Linked DNA regions of Mus musculus: region 1 is linked to region 2. The links are chromatin contacts, called in public HiChIP or PLAC-seq maps. All regions are on one chromosome and are shown on one strand. Each heading gives the region's core, a stretch centred on a gene start, on an enhancer-like site or on the middle of the called end of the contact. The rest is flanking DNA. Distances are from core to core; before and after follow the strand shown. Region 1 has its middle 40 kb from the start of 2010308F09Rik. Region 2 overlaps Usp9x (ubiquitin specific peptidase 9, X chromosome).

Region 1 (5,861 bases), core at 1,358-3,857, 93 kb before region 2:
CACCTCTCTACTTACCCTAGACAGAGAACCCGTGACAGACCAATGTACTGATTGCACCAAAGTCCAGCTTGATGAACTACTGAAAATCATAGTTTTACTGGGGTTTTTAACAAGTGTATGGCAAGGGGTTACTTACAGGAGCAGGGGTGACTACAAAGCAGATGCATTCCATAAGAACCCATCCAAACACCAGTGACAAATCCTGAACCCTGAAGTCCTCTGCTTAACTGGACAGATGGACAATTGGACAGGTCTGAGAGATCTCCTTTTGGCAGCTGGTCAGTTTCCTCCCCCAGTGATTGTTGGCTGCTTCTAGCCGAAGAAAGAGAGCCTTTTAGAACCTTACATGGTTCAGGATTCAGCATGTGACGTCAGCATTTCAACTCTGTCTCCTAGGCCTCTAGGAGGGAATGTTTCCCAACCCTTTCTGATAGTTTAAGTTTTGTTTGTTTAATGTTTATGCGTATGAGTGTTTTGCGGGCATGTATGTCACCTTGTGTGTAGCTGACACCATTGGATTCCCTAAAACTGGAGTTAAAGGTGCCACATGGACCCCGAGAATCAAACCTGGATCCTCTGCAAGAGCAGGTAGTGTTCTTGCCTGCTGCACCCTTGATGAACCATCCTGCCTCCATCGTATTTATGGCTAAAACTGTTTCTCAAGGATTGGGCTATGCCCCACTTGTAACCTTTCCTTCAAATGGTTCTATACTGCTTGTTCCAGGAAACAGCAACTGTGCCTTTGTTCCAAAAAGTTATGACCATGTGACAACCCTATTTTTTTGTTTCAAAAGGTTATTATGACCACCTTGCAACCATGTCCTTGTTTCAAAAGTTGTTAAGACCAATTTCTTTTTTTTTTTTTAAGATTTATTTATTTATTTATTTATTTATTTATTTATTTATTTATTATATGTAAGTTACACTGTAGCTGTCTTCAGACATTCCAGAAGAGGGAGTCAGATCTCGTTATGGATGGTTGTGAGCCACCATGTGGTTGCTGGGATTTGAACTCTGGACCTTTGGAAGAGCAGTCGGGTGCTCTTACCCACTGAGCCATCTCACCAGCCCAAGACCAATTTCTTATGCTCTGCTCTGCTTCTGTAACCCTGCCTGTTTGCCTGTCGTATCCCCCATTTGGAAAGCCCCTACCCCTAAGCTATAAAAACATTATCTCCCTCACATCCAAGGCTGACTCCTTGAATTCCACCTTAGAGGAGGCAACCCATGTATACACATGAATTAAAAAAAAAAAAAAAGAGCTTGCAGGTTTGCAGTGGACTATGGTGGCCCCCACCTTTAATACTAGCACCCCGGTGGCAGAGACAGACAGCTCTCTGAGTTCGAGGCCAGCCTGGTCTACAGAGTGAGTTCAAAGACAGTCAGGACTGTTACAGAGAAAAACTCTTGTGTGAGTGGAGGCGGGGGTAGGGCAGGGGGTAAGCTTGCTTTAATTAATTTGACCATGATGATTTGGGCTGGTGCTCTCTATTCAAATCCTTGATGTCAACACCATTCCCACAGCCCTCTTTTCTTTGAATCTTTTGAGATGAGGTCTCACTGTGGCTGGGTGATTTGCCTCCATGTCTGTGTGCCACCTGCATGCAGATCTTGAGGAGGTCAGAAGAGGGCAGTGGATCCCCTGGAACTGGAGTTACAGATAATTGGGAGCCCACCATATGGGGACCAGGAATTGAACCCATGTCCTTTGGAGGAGCCATTAGTACTGTAAAGCACTGAGGCATCTCTCTCAGTCTCATAACTAATAGCTGGGATAACTTTTCACAGACCCTCTTTTGGCTCTGAATACTTGAAACACTGTTTCTCTTCCACCACCTACTTTCCAACTGCTGTGGCTCAGGGTGGCGTTACCAGGTGGGCAGGCAGATTATTCCTGGAAAGCATTCCTGTCCTAAGATGGCCAGTAATTCCTATATATGGAAATATAATGGTCCATTAAAGTCATTCCAACTGTATCGCCAACTCGAGTTCTCAGGATCCAGAAGTCCCTTAGCCTGTGGGAATGGGACAAAGGGAGAGTCATAGTGGGGGAGATAGCAGAGTTCTGTTTTTAAACTGGGATAGTTCAGGCTGGCATAGAACTCACAGGGAATCCCCTGTCTGTGCCCCTGTAGTGGCAGGATTACAGATATACACCAGCCACCACTTAACCAATTAAGCTCATATCATCCCCTTTCTCCAATTTTACACACATGTATGGTATGACAGTTACGTTCATTTTGGGGGATTCCAGCAAACAAGGAGCCCGATGCTTGAGCCTTAGTTCCGGCTTCGTGCTCTGGATATGTAAAAGGGTTAGGTGCTTTTTGAGTTCTGATTAACAAAGGGCAAAAAAATCGGGGGTTGGGGGACGCAGCAGAATCTAAGATGTCGTGGGTACAAAGCACTTGGATCTGCGCAACCGCCACAGTTCCCTTCCCCCACTTCCCAAGCCATTGAGCAGACGTCTCCAACCCCTCGTGGTTCATGCCACCCTGCGGCCACTAGAGGGCAGCAGAGCCTAACGTCAAGCGAGGTCTGGCACAAGAGCTGGTTTTCCAAGGGGATTTCCGAACCACACTCCCTTAGACTTCCGGTGACACCACCCATCTTTGGCAACAAAAAGTGTGCCGGCTTGGCCAGGCAGAGAGCCGCGGAGTCCTGACAGATGCTGTTCTGTTAAAGATCAGGTTGCTGGAACAGTGTGGCTTCCTCGCCACCCCTATGGACAAAGGTCCACGTGGCTGTGGGGCCAGGCCCTTAAAGGAAGTAGCACAGAGCTGGCAGGTGTCACAGCCTCTGTGTATCCATAACTAATCCTCGTCACCACTGAACCCACACAGAAACATTGTGAGACCAGAGACTCCTATGGAGATCAGGAAGAGACCCTTGCCCCAGGCCTTTGGTAGGGACTCTTAACAGAAGTAAGACCCCAGGGCGAACAAGTTGCTGTTGGCTGGGACAGGGGAGCTGCGTGAGTAGATGATGTGGGGTCAGGGCTGGAGGCATCTTACTTGTGACCAGGTGGGACCACGCCCCAGGGTGGGCACACCATCCCAGACTGCAGGTCCGATACTTCTGCCAACAGCTGGTTTCTGTGGCCGGTACTGGTTGTGGCCCAGCCTGCCTTCAGCGCCTCAGGGCCAGCAGCTTTATGATCACCAGCTGCCAAATGCCACGGGCATACCATTTAAAAGCCAGCCCCCCCCCCCCATCGCGGCCTACTCTTTCACCCTGTCTCTCTGTCTCTTGTTGTCTGGGCTAGCCCATCTCTTCCCACCCAAATAAATTCCTTTCGGGAGATCTATTGTATGATGGTATGATGGTGTAATCTTTGGGACACACTTTAGTAACCCCAACCCGCCAAGGGATTCTGCTGGTTAACCCTTACTCTGGTGATACGGGATCTAATGGGGACTCTTCGGCCATGCACTCTGCAACTGAGACACAGCCCCAGCTCTCTGAGCTGGATTATTTTGTTGTTGTTGTTGTTACTGTTTTTATTTTTATTTGTGTATGTGGGCACATAAGTACTATGTCCTAAGAGGCCACAGTCATTGTTACCCCTAGATCTAGAGTTATGCTAGTCTCCCCTCACCAAAATGTGCATTTTAAAGGTGGTTACAGGACAGTTCCAGAGATGGCTTGGTGACCTGTTAAGAGCACTGGCTGCTCTTCCAGAGAACCCGGGTTCCATTCCCAGCCCCCACATAACTACTCAAAACCGGCTGTAACTCTAGTCTTAGGGGATCCCATGTCCTCTTCTAACTCCAAGGCCATAGACACAAATGAAACATTCTTACCAAAGAAAAAAGTCATCTAAAAACAAACAAACAAACCCAAAGACTCCTGGGGTGGCAATCCTGTAATCTGTTGTTTGTGGTGCTGTTTGGTTGTGTTTTTCTCTTTTACAGGGTAGGAATGTGGGCCCTTCCCCCAGCCTTGAGTTGGCTAAACAAGTCGCCACCGCTGGAGCCAGGCGTCCTGCCCAAGCGGAAAGAGACTGCCCGCCCGCTGAGCTGCTGAGAGCTTCCTTTGCAACTCAAACCCAGCTGAAACAAAGGGGCTCCGTTTTGTGGTTTTGCCTATAGAAATGCAGAGCTGAAAAATTACAATTTGAGCCATGGTCAGAGAAACTTTGTCTTGGTTTGTTATTTCTCTCCTCCCACTTCTCTCCCATCCTAATTCCATTCCCAGCCCTCCTTCCAGGAATGCCTGGTTCTCCAAGGCCACTGGACGTGTAATCCAGACCTTTCAGGAGCAAACAGTCTCCCACAGCCCAGCTAGAGTCATTTCTTTCTTTCTTTCTTTCTTTCTTTCTTTCTTTCTTTCTTTCTTTAATTTATTTATTTATTTATTTATTTATTTATTTATTTATTTATTTATTAGGTTTTGAGTTTTGTTCTTTGTTCTGTATTGTTGTTGTCTGGTTTTGTTTTGGAGACAGGGAATCAAGTAGCCCAAGATGGCCTTGAACTCATTCCAGTCCTCTTCCCTCCACATCTCAAATTCTGAAATTACACACGTATCACACCACTCTCTCTTTCTCTTTCATCTCTCCTTCTCTCTGTGTCTCTCTGTCTGTGTGTGTCTCTCTCTCCGTGTGTGTGTGTGTGTGTGTGTGTGTGTGTCTGTGCCACAACAATCAATAAAGTTGGTCTGTTTTCTTGTAGGAGCATACATAAACTAATCCACCCCCAGGTATGTTTGTTACCGAATTTCCAGTTGCTTACCCAGAGACACTGCAGGCCTGGTGGCAGGGGGCAGGTCTGAAAGGCTGCCCTTTTGTAAAAGAAATCTTCAAGTATCTGAATCCATAATGAAAATAGCAAAGGGAGAGGGGGTCTGACCTCTGGTACTGACACAAAGGAGCACAGGTGGTACTTTTCTGAAGACCCCATGGGCATCCCAAGGCAACCCTGGCCTTCACTTGCCCTGGAAACCAAACCCCTAGCCCTGCCTGCCAGGCCTTCACTTTCTCTCTCTAACTCTGGATAGTAGTCCAAGAAGAAATACAGCTGCTTTTATTCCTTTTTATTGTTATTTATCTATTTTGTTTTGTTTGAAACAGAATCTCATTTGCCCAAGCCAGCTTGGAAGTATGGAGCCCAGACTGGCCATGGCCTAATTCTTCATGGGTCGGACTACAGGCCTGTGCTACCCAGTCGGTTTTCTCACTCTAGCTCCCCCTCCCTCCTTCTGTCCCCTGCATCTCTTGAGACACCCCCCTCCCTTCTCTCTTTCCACTGCTTAGGGTGGAACTCAGGCTCTTGAACCCCCTACGAAAGCCCCCTACCACTGAGCTGTATAGTCTTCAGCCCTGGGAAGATATCAATTTTAGTGATCAGTTATCTCTTTGAGATTTCATTGATTGAATTTTTTAAAAAAGATTTATTTATTTATTATATGTAAGTACACTGTAGCTGTCTTCAGACACTCCAGAAGAGGGCGTCAGATCTTGATTGAATTTTTTTAAAAAAAATAGTTTACTTATTTTTATTTTATATGCATTGGTATTTTACCTGCATGCACGTCTGTGTGAGTGTCAGATCTCGGAGTTATAGTCGTGAGCTGTCATGTACGGACTGGGAATTGAACCAGGGACCTCTGGAACAGCATTCAGTGCTCTTAATCACTGAGCCATCTTTCCAGCCTGGTTGATTGTTGTTGTTGTTGGTTTTTTTAATTTAATTTTTTTGTGACAAGAGCTCACTTGGTAAGTGCCAGCACATTTCCATGGGAGAGGTTTATTGGGGGTGGGAGAACAAAGGGGGATGACAAAAAAGAAATTTTTTTCTTTTTCACAAAAAGAAAGAAAGAAAGAAAGAAAGAAAGAAAGAAAGAAAGAAAGAAGAAAAGCG
Region 2 (5,463 bases), core at 2,283-4,782:
GTCACTTTTCTAGTAAGTATCAATTGAGGTCAGCAAAGTAATAATGTTACCAGTGAACTAAAGCCTCAGTGACAACTGAAAGGTGGTTTACACATTTTTTTGTCTATACAAAAAAACTCCGGAAAGATTGGTAGGCACCAGCACATGAAAGCACTAGCAGTCATAACACATAAGCAAATATTGGTAAGAATTTTAATAAGTCCATCTTCCTTTAAGAAAGTTAATATAGAAGATGGTGCTGGGTATAGTGGTGTATATGCCTTTAGTTCCAGTACTTGGAGGCAGAAGCAAGCAGATTTCAGTGAGATCAAGGGCAGCTTTGTCTACAATCTCAAGATGGCAAATGGAGGGATCTAGAAATTATCATCCTGAATGACATAACTCAGACCCAAAAGGACATGTATGATACTCACTAGTAAGTGGATATTAGCCAAAAAATGTACAGAACCCAGGATACAGTCCACAGAACTCAAGAAGGTTAACAAGCCAAAGGGCCCAAGTGAGGACATCTCAACCCCACTTGGGAGGGAGAACAAATCCAAAGGAGGGGGGAGGGAGAGAGGGAGGGAGGCACCTGGGTGAGAAAGGGACAGGGAGAAGAGGGGACCATGATTAGGTATTGGGAGGGGGGAAAAGGACTGAAGCCCTGAGGGCCAGCAGAAAGAATCAAACAGGCAACACGGTGGGTGGCGGGGGCTTTAGAATGTACCAGAGATCTGGGAGGTGAGAGACTCTCAGGACTCAAAGGGAGGGACCTCGGATCAAATGCCCTATAGTGAGGAGAGGAAACTTATAGAGCCCACCTCCAGTAGAAAGGGCATCAAGTGAGGGATGGGGTTGCCATCCCAGTCAAAACCTCTGACCCAGAACTGTTCCTGTCTGAAAAAATTACAGGGATGGAAATGGAGAGGAGCCTGAGGAAAAGAAGGTCCAGTGACAGGCCCAAAGTGGGATCCAGCTTAAAGGAAGGCCTGACCATTACTGAGGCTATGGAGTGCTCACAAAAAGGAACCTATCATGATTGTTCTCTGAAAGACCCAACAAGCAGCTGAAAGAGTCAGATGCAGATATTTACACTCAACCAATGGACAGAAGCTGCTAATCCCTGTGGATGAATTAGGGAAAAGCTGGAATGGAAAAAGCTAAGGAGGTGGTTAACAAGCTGTAGGAGGACCAGCAGTCTCAATTAGCCTGGAGCCCTGAGATCTCTCAGACACTGGACCACCAACCAGGCAGCATATGCCAGCTGATATAAGCCCCCAACACATATACAGCAGAGGACTTCCTGGACTGGGTTCAGTCAGAGAAGATGCACTTAACCCTCAAGAGACTAGAGGCCCCAGGAAGTGGGGAGGCCTGCTGGGTAGGGGATAGGAAGGATGGGGACACCCTCAGGAAGACCAGGTTAGGGGATAGAGGAGGAGGTATGGAATGTGGAACAGTCATGAGGGTGGACTGGGAGGAGTATAGAGTCTAGACTGTAAAAAAAAAAGATTGAAATAAAAAATAAATAAAAATATAATTGTTACTCCTAATAGAAAATGGCAATCACTGTTATTTCTCACAGTTCAATTATCTTACAATACATACCTCTGCCATACATTCTCATGCTTTCCATGTAAGTTGCAAGGTTTTCTGCTACCAAAGTAACTAGGGCATGATTGTGCTGAAGTTGATTGATTAAGTCATGGCGATAAAATACATGGGGACTTCGCTGACTTTGACTGAAACGAGAAGAGCTTAACAATATAATTAGGCAATTAAACTCTTGCAATCAACTGTTTATCACCACTAAATTATTAGCTACTAATTAAAAACTCAAAAGCCAGCTTTACTCATTTACTTCCTTAATGACATTAAGCAACTTAAAAGAAATTAGTGTTAAAAATTAAAAATGGTATTACTTGAAAAGCAAGAATCAGTTGTATCTATTATAATATGGCAGTAGCAAAGCATTTTTATAAGAATACATGACTTTTTGAAAATTCCAAAAATCCAAACTTCTTTGTAGAACCAGCATTGCCAATTGCTGGCCAATGTTTTTTACTTTTTAATTATTAGTATTATTAGAAGCCAAACAGATGGCTTAGCAGGAAAAGGCACTTGCTGCCAGCTTGAAAACCTGAGCTTGATCCCCATTATTTTCATTTTTGAAGGTGAGAACATGTTGTTCTCTGACTGCCATACAAAAACGAGTTCCTACCCCCCAAAAGTAAAAAAAAAAAAAAAGTAATAATATTTTAAAAACTACTAGCTGTTTAAGTTATTCCCTGGGAACATTTGGTTTGCAGCCAAGTTGTTCTTGTCACACAACAAATTTCACAGTCAACTTTCATAGATAGTACAACTTTCATATTCTAGTATAGACAAGGTCATTAATTTCTAGGAGTTGCTGAATACTATGTCTACCTGAGAGTTAATAAATTTCAGAAAGGTTAAGTGGCATATGTACCCTGGGCCAAACATACTCAAAATACATTACTTTGACAAACATTACCTTTTCCTCCACCTGCATCTATTATACAAGGAAACCATGATTATTTAAAGAATACTCCCGAGATTATATGATTTCATTGTTCACACTTCATTTATGAATATTAGTTCCACTACACTCAAGCTTTCTTTCATGCCACATAATTTTTCCTTTCTATGTCAACCATTCTAACTCATGCCCAGAAAATAAGAGGACAAATTGTACTTATAAACAGATTTTGGAACCTTAAAATAGTACATTTTTTTTTAATCCATTAACTCGCTTTCTTTCTTCTTTTAAAAATATTTATTTTTATTACACGTGTGTCTGTGCACCATGTATATTCAGTACATACTGAGGCCAGAAGAGGGCATGGGATCTCCTAAAAATTGAATTACAAATAGTTGTGATCTGAAGTTTAGTCCTCTGGAAGACTACCTAGAATTCTTAAGCATTGTACCATTTTTTCAACACCTAAGTTTTTTGTTATTTATTTTTCATTTTTGGAGTTTCTTTGTTTTTGTTTTTTTCCATTTGAGATAGGGTTTCACTCTGTAGTCGTGGCTGGCCTAGACCTAATTGTGTAAACCAGGTTGATCTGGAAACCACAAAAATCTATCTACCTCTGATTCCAAAATGCTTAGATTAAGGGTGTGTACCACCATCGCTGGCCTAAAGTATACTTAAGAAATATTTAAAAAATTCAGGGGCTAGAGAGATGGCTCAGCAGTTAAGAGCACTGACTGCTCTTCTGAAAGTCCCGAGTTCAAATCCCAGCAACCACATGGTGGCTCACAACCATCTGTAATGAAATCTGATGTCCTCTTCTCTTACATATAATAAATAAAATAAATCTTAAAAAATTAAAAAATCCAGTGTTCTATCATTCCATCTACTATCATTTAAATCTCCATGCAATTTAATCTTCTAAACTAACTTTAAAAATTAAAAAAACAATCTTTTTTTTTTGGTGTGAAAACTACCATGTGACACAGCATCAAACAGCAAGATCACTTAGATTTTAGTACTGATCACTTAATCATGGCTTACTTTCCATATCAATGAAACAAAGGATGTAGGAATGACAAAAGATTCTTTTGTTCCAAAAGGAGCCCTTTTCTTCTTAGTTTCCTGGCACTTCATTAACTTTCTTTAAAATTTTCTTTTACAAATTGAAATTAACAAACCATAAATAAAAATATTTAAACTGTCTAGTTTTAAAAGTCTTACCTCAAATTTTGAGGTGCTTCACCAAACAAACTACAAATTTCTCTAATTTGTTTCAGTGCAGGAATGACCCATTTGTCATTTGTGCGAAGTTCTTCTATGAAGCGATCAATCCACTGGATCTTTTGGGTGTCCCGGTCCTTAAACAATTTCAGTGTTTTATTATATAGATCAATACTCGGGAAAATTCTAAGTCACAGTATTTAAAGATAAATGTATAAGGAAATTAAGCTAAATTCCAATAATCCATGGAATTATAAAGTCGGTTTTTCTTATAAGATTAACATGATAAATATAAAATATACTGTAACTCTAAGAGTTTAATTTTTTTAAAGTGCTCTAGGTATATCTTAACTTCATATTTACTACCAAACTCTAAAAAGTAAAATCCTAAAATTTATCACATACATTCAGTAAAGTTTGATTATAATTTACTAGGTTTGAGATTTGTTTTAACTTAAAAAGATTCTATCTCATAATAAAATCATGCATTAACATGCTAATGCAACACCCTGACATTAGAATCTACTACCTAGAAAATTCTAATTATTCTTTATCTTTTATGAGCAAAGAAAATATTTATTTCCAAAGTTTCTAACTCAGCCTTAATATTTTATGATCTATTTGATTCCTTTACCATACATTTGACAACATTATCACTAAATGGCCTATTGTTTGTACCTCCTCTTCCAGAGACTCAGATGGATCTTAAAACATTATTGTAGAGACCTAAGAAAGGCAGGCTTAAATAAACATCAATTCTTAAAATCATTAAAAAGATAATGCTAAAATAACCTAAAATTATCCTGTACTTTAGCCATACTACCTAGTACTGTAGGGGCACAAAAGTAATACAACCAAGCCAAACACCACCTCCTTACCTGGGAGCAACTATAATCTAGTATTTTGATGTGAGCACTGAGAGCCAAATCCATGATATCTACAGGCACATCATCACTGTGAGCTAGATTCCACAGAAGGTTCAATACTTTATGTGCCATCACACCATCTTTATCATCTTCTGCAAGACGACGAATCAGCTCAAGGAGCTTTTCACGTTGCTTTTTACTTGCATTTGTCCAACTGGCCTAGAAAGATATTTAAATGAAATGAAAACCCTTATTTCATTTTCTCCTCTTCATTTTTAAGGTAGTGTGGTAGATCTCTCGAGTTTGAGGGCGACCTGGTATACACAGTGAGTTCCAAGCAGCCAAGGATATACAGTGAGATGCTCCCCAACTATAAAAAAGTGCTTGCTATTTAGCAAGCTCTTGATAATCCAAAGGGGGAATCAATTAATCATTAAGGAACTAATTATTAAGGAAGTATCAAGAGATTATCCTGGGAGAAAGAAGACCCAAATGATGTAATGACTGTTTTATACTTTTTCCTTTTTCAAGTCTGTCACTGGTCATACTTCACCACTATTTCAGGAGTCACCTCAACATGAAGGATGAATGACTATTAACTTAAGGGCATTCACAATAACTGCTTACTACAGCTGTCTTTATGGGGAAAAGTTTATCTTTGCATGTGTGAAATGTGTATGATGTATTTAAAAATGCAGAAAACATTCATTAATTTGTTCCCTTCAAAGAAGTAAAAATTTCAACAAGATATCTGATTTATAACTTTTAATGTGTTAAAACTGATCAGAGGGCAGAGGCAGGCGGATTTCTGAGTTCGAGGCCAGCCTGGTCTACAAAGTGAGTTCCAGGACAGCCAGGACTACACAGAGAAACCCTGTCTCAAAAAAACAAAAA

What was found. HiChIP or PLAC-seq counts read pairs in DNA pulled down with a chosen protein or histone mark.
Region 1: a contact with region 2 is called in an H3K27ac HiChIP or PLAC-seq map of embryonic stem cells, with 2.7 times the contacts expected there. The contact joins two enhancer-like sites. A contact is called at or near these places in 1 of 484 Hi-C or Micro-C datasets (pancreatic cancer cells), 7 of 115 datasets of contacts at active chromatin or transcription factors (embryonic stem cells and epiblast stem cells) and 3 of 9 other capture datasets (adipose tissue, embryonic stem cells and pancreatic islet).

The regions. Positions count from the first base shown.
Region 1 is chrX:13,204,862-13,210,722 of GRCm38.p6, reverse strand. No RefSeq gene overlaps it. Among named protein-coding and RNA genes, the nearest start is that of 2010308F09Rik, 40 kb to the left of the region's middle. Within about 2 kb of position 2,607, at least 154 of the 459 cell types and tissues checked have an H3K27ac peak or open chromatin away from gene starts, as enhancers often do. A contact at or near this core is called in embryonic stem cells, where this site is marked.
Region 2 is chrX:13,112,885-13,118,347 of GRCm38.p6, reverse strand. Usp9x (ubiquitin specific peptidase 9, X chromosome) reads right to left here. Exons shown (of 45, transcript NM_009481.2): 12 at 4,582-4,788; 13 at 3,704-3,840; 14 at 1,591-1,724. Among named protein-coding and RNA genes, the nearest start is that of Usp9x, 44 kb to the right of the region's middle. Within about 2 kb of position 3,532, at least 1 of the 459 cell types and tissues checked has an H3K27ac peak or open chromatin away from gene starts, as enhancers often do. A contact at or near this core is called in embryonic stem cells, where this site is marked.